Linked DNA regions of Bicyclus anynana: region 1 is linked to region 2. Evidence: chromatin contacts called from public Hi-C data. All regions are on one chromosome and are shown on one strand. Each heading gives the region's core, a stretch centred on a gene start, on an enhancer-like site or on the middle of the called end of the contact. The rest is flanking DNA. Distances are from core to core; before and after follow the strand shown. Region 1 overlaps LOC112051814 (protein TIS11). Region 2 holds the start of LOC112051814 (protein TIS11).

Region 1 (2,700 bases), core at 103-2,602, 53 kb after region 2:
ATTGAGATTTTTTTTTTTTACAGTATACCTTACGCATTAAACATTGTAAACAACGCAAGAACCAAGTAAGTTTGCATGAGGGATTACGTCGTGCTTCAGCCTCTCGTCTGACGCATATTAACAATGTAAAGTATCTTTATGCAAGATTGCACCGACCGGCGAGCGGTTGCACCACTGTGATCTAATCTTCGCTCCAGTACAAAAGCTTACATAATTTTGGCGCTAAAAAAGAATACTTTAAAACCTGTAACGAAAACCAGCTCTCAGTAAATATCCGGCCGCGGCTTGAGTCGTTGGCCTCAGTGGCTCGGCTCTTTACAAATCTCCCAATGAGCCTTTTAAATATTATGTCCATAATACATTATATGTAGGAAGTGAATGTTTAGATACCTAGATATGTAACCTGTAGTATTTTCCTAGATAATTACGCAAGTTGTAGGTTTTTCTCTTAAAGGTTATACAGACCTTAATGTACTAAGGAAGTATTTAATGCTGGTGTAGATAATAAAAGCCATGCAACAGAAAAATGTAAAAAACTTTATCTCATATTAATAATGCTTATTTTTATTAAAACATAATACTAATATGTAATTTTTAATCGTTTAAATGAAATATTTAAACGATAATTTTTGACGAAGTTGTGTTAAAATTTTCCAAAAGAAAATAAAACCGGACAGTTGCAATTTGGTGTAAAAATCATGCAACGCATGATGAAAACTTGGCATTCGGACTTTGTTGCAACCTTTCGTTGAAACTAAGGCTCCATTCACATTGATGCAAGTAGTGTCGTGTAACTGCCTCGTTGGTCTATGGTTCGCTTATGCGGCTTCGGATCATATCTATCGGCTATCGGCTGGGTTCAAGTCCTGGGTTGGGCTTCGAAATATTGAGTAACTTTTGAAATATTCTGAACTAGCGGACGCCCACGACTTCGTCCGCGTGGAATTCAGTTTCCGGCATGAAAATTGGCCTACAATACAAACTCTCGCGTTTATAATATTAAGTAGGAAGTTTAATAACAGCCCGGAGTTGTAAAGTTGTATGGTATCATATACGCTATGCTTCAAAAAGTACTGTATGCATTTTTAACATCTGATAGTGATCGTTACAGAGTCGAACATTATCACCTTGAGGCTGCGCCAACCCGATAGCTTTATAGCGTATCTACTACAGCATAGATGCTCCAAATCCCCTCTCCTATAAGGTTAGGCCTCATCCTTAAAATAAGCTAATAATCATGCTAGTGAAAAAAAATGGCTTCGCTACGCTTCGTTTCTGCGTCAATGTGAATGCAGCCTTAACGAAGTGAACAAACACGTCGGTCGGGCCGGTGCGTGCTCGGCGCGTTGACACAATCGCGCGCTAATATACCGCGCACACAGTCGCTCACTGACCGACTCGATCCGTAGTCCGTATAGACCAAGAGCTAGTCGACCATTTTGGGTACCTACTTAAGGATAGAGAACTTTAGAAAAGCCGATGGACGTTGAGGTCCCATAGGCCATAGTGCTGGAATGACGACCACGCGTCGCAAAGCGCAGTGTTTGTCTATTTCCCGCTAGATGGACCGACGACTTCCGATATCAACGAGAATCCGCTGGATGCTCGAGGCCTTGGTTGATAAGAAGCCCATATAAAAGGCCTAGTCCAGCAGTGGGCGTACATCGACTGAGAATGATGATTATTTGAGGCAAGCTGTAAACTAATCGGGGTCTTTGACTTTGGCAGACGCTTGAAAAACTATTTTGCAAATAAACCCTAAAGTCTTATTTCCTTACAAATAAGGAGGCAGTGTTACAAATTTACTGAAGGCTGTGTTTTGCAAAAAGAAATCCTCACTGCTCCTCAGTCAGGTCTCCAGTTGTGTGATAGGGTAGTATAGGAAAGATACAGGGCAGGTATAGGACAAGTTTGTAGTTCGCCTCAAATACTTACCCAAAAATGTTCACCAGCTCTCTGAATAGTTAGTCCGTTCGACGGTTCATAGGAATTACCATACGGAGTGTGCAATAGATGCTGTCGAAATGTTTACCTTAACGTGCATGTTGCTAGGCCCTACTGGGTCCAAAACGTGACTCATTGACGATTCTTGCTTATTTGCATCTATTTGAAATATACCAATATCACCATATACATATAAATGACCCGGCTAACTTGCTACCATTTACTTACATACTTTTTACATAATTGGGTTGGAGGTAGAAGGGTAGAAATACTTTAGAAGCGGTTCTAATACCTACCTTACTTAGTATAAAAAAAATGTTTTTTTTTAAGCTGTTAATTTTAGCTTGCTGCAGAGGAATAGGTTAGGACTATACGGTTGGCAGTGGTGGCATTAAAAATAGAAATTATACGCACTGGAAAATTTATTCTTTAATATGAATTTATAGTTAATGTTAGGCAGTGCGTTTTTGAAATAAAGAAAGAAAGAAAATAAATTTATTCAAATTTAAAAGTTACAAACAATATCCTTTCCTAAAGACAGCATGTCTGTCTGTCTCTTTAGCGTTTACGATGTGCACTTCACTGGTTGAATGTCTCCTCCATGTGCAGCTCGCCAGGGGTCTAGACTGCAGTGCGTTGCAGTTAATGGGTGCATGTTATTATAACAAAGTGCAGCGTAATTACGAACTGATTGCCCTTAGTTTCGAACGCAACGACCGCGGCCGCTCGAAATCGACAGTGATTACAAATTTCCCT
Region 2 (2,700 bases), core at 157-2,656:
AAAGTAGTCCGAACTAAGCATAAGTCTCCAAAACGCTCCGTTCATGACCATAGTACTTTTCTCTGAACAAGCGCGGGCGGTGGATACCTCGATTGGTCGAACCAGCTCTAAAATTACAAGTTTTTGCGTTTGTTCACCGTTCTGGCCGTTTATTTTTTAGCACTTCCTCACCAAAATGTATAAAATTCTCCATTAAAAGGGTTTGAAATAGCCGGTACAACGTGTACTGGGTTATTATCATATAATTGTACCTTATCAAACTACGCACTATTTTGTAACAGGCACAGAAAACATAAATGTACAAGTATAAAAGGTATTATAAAATTAATTAATATAAATTTATTAAGTAAGTACGTGTAGGTTATAGGTACACTGTACACATTTTGTACCTACCTACATACCTACTTATAATACTTAAAATATTAGCCCCGTTCTGGTGAGAATACGGGGAATGGGGATAAAATACCAAAAGCTTATGACACTCAAAAATAACGTGGCTTTCTAGTGGTAAAAGAATTTTCAAAATCCTTTCAGTAGAACCACAAACTTTAGGTCTAAGTCTATGATATTAGCTGTAGATGTATAGCTATGGCAAATCTGGCAAAGATTTTATAATAGAGATAGGTATGTCACTAGCGCGTCAAAACTGAGGCGAACAAAAGCGGCTAATTGACCGCATTTCATTGAGTTGCATAGTAAACAACGAAAGTTATTGAAATAAAAATTACCTAAATTCTCTCTAAAATTTTGTTCTCTCGTCAGGGGTTGCCTGGTAGAGATTACTTATAGTAATAAGGCCGCCTTTGCATGCTAAGTTTAATTTACGTTTTTAATGTTTCAATTTATAATTGTATTTTTGTGTGCAATAAAGTATTTCTTCTTCTTCTTCTTCTTCTTCTAAATATACATATACAATGTCGAGTTGTGGTTTCGTAACTTTATGAACTGTATATACATAAATATACCTACGTAATACCTATAATAGAATTAAACACAAAATTGTGCATGGTTGCGCTCAGTGGAGTAGCTAAATTCGGCTCACTTTTTGCGGTAATTTTGTAGGCACGTAACATGTCTATAGTACCTATAAAATGTCTTTGAGATCTGGGATATTCTTGTCTAGTACTGAGTAGTCTGTGGTAAAGTAGGCAACATTGTTATTTTGTCAAATAAAGTAAATCGGTACTGGGTATAAGCAAATTATCTACCTGTTAGAACTTGGAAAAAATACAATTTATTAAATTCAAGAGAGAAGGAACCGCGAAGGGTTTTATCATTTTTATTGTAGCGGGTGTCAACAATACAGAACGAATATAGCCGACATCATACGAACGCACCCGATCGGAAAACGAATCTCGCTTCAAAACGTGATCGTGCTGTTTGATTTGAAAACAAAATCCACCCGCCCGCTGCCGGTTCACGACTCGGGCGAACCGAATTGCAGGCTCACGCTCAGTGCGCGAGCAAGCGTGATACGGAATGAACGTGTGGTGCGTTTTGCGCGGACGTTGACACTTCGATTTATTTTTTTATTTTGCGACATTTATGCAGCCAGAATTATAAACGTTTTGGAGTATAAAGTTGGACAAATAAAAAAGTTTTTATTGTCTAAAGTTTACTTCGATGCAGTTCGCGCAGAGTTTTGACCAGTATTTGTGAATTTCCGTATAGACGCGAAAAAAAGTGAAGAAGACATTTCGAAACAAAGGACTGTTTTGTACATTTTCGCAACGGTTGCGAATTTGTGTTCAAAAATTATAAAACTGGCTCAATCGTGGAGGGCATAATAAAAAAATATTGCTCTCAGCCAACTAGTTCGGACTCAATCTGTGGTCACCGACCGTAAAAAACAAAAACGCATCATCAAATTCACTAACATTTTTCACAATCTGTTTTTTCAAAGGTTCCCTAAAAATTCTCGTTGAAAGCATCGTGAACTTGTCCCAACTTGCTAAATTACTGTGAGTTTAACCTCGAAATTCGTGCTAAGTGGATCTGTTAAGTTGAACTATAAAAAACGCAAAAGAAGCATCGAAAACCTGGATCGTAATTAGTGTCGAGTTGGTTTTACATAATGTCTACTGCCATAATGCATCAGTCTGCGCTGTACGACTTTGGTGAACTGTTCTTAAAGGTAAGCAAAGTTTATTTACCTACCTGACTTTCAAACCCGCGACTAAGTTTCGAAAAAAAATTACTCAAAGTCTGTAATAGATGTCTGTGATCAGCTATGGTTCAACAGAAGGCATTTTAGATGAGAAATGTAAATAAAATTTAAAATAATATGACGGGTTACGAGAAGTTTAAGAGTTTTGAATGCATACGACAATACCACCACGGGTTTGGTTAACCTGCAGAAATAAGTATTAGTTAGATATGATAAAATATTATTAACAAAAACCCAATGTCCTGGTGTGTATGTGACTAACAAAAGTTTTTTTTACGAAAACTGTGTTTATGAAATAACAAGCACTTTATTTGCTATGATTACTGAGAGTCGTAAATAAATTCGTTATCTTTTATTATATGTACGTCGCGTCGTCAACTAAATTATCTTGTATCCATTAGGTATTCCGCTGTATTTGTAAGTTTTTTAAGTTTATAGTACATGAATATAACTATTCTCTAAGAAACTTAATAAACAAATCGTTATCAATCAATTTAAATAAGACAACTATTTTGGTTTATAATTCTTAATAG

Evidence for each region. A called contact is a pair of places that touch in the nucleus more often than the background predicts.
Region 1: a Hi-C map of whole body shows a contact between it and region 2, with 1.6 times the contacts expected there. The contact joins the enhancer-like site here to the promoter of LOC112051814 in region 2. A contact is called at or near these places in 2 of 2 Hi-C or Micro-C datasets (whole body and whole larva).

The regions. Positions count from the first base shown.
Region 1 is chr16:8,152,764-8,155,463 of ilBicAnyn1.1, forward strand. All of the region lies in intron 1 of LOC112051814 (protein TIS11), which reads left to right. Among protein-coding and RNA genes, the nearest start is that of LOC128198835, 10 kb to the left of the region's middle. Within about 2 kb of position 1,353, at least 8 of the 8 cell types and tissues checked have open chromatin away from gene starts, as enhancers often do.
Region 2 is chr16:8,099,669-8,102,368 of ilBicAnyn1.1, forward strand. It overlaps LOC112051814 (protein TIS11), which reads left to right and starts at 1,407. Exons shown (of 2, transcript XM_024090610.2): 1 at 1,407-2,134. The coding sequence starts at 2,075.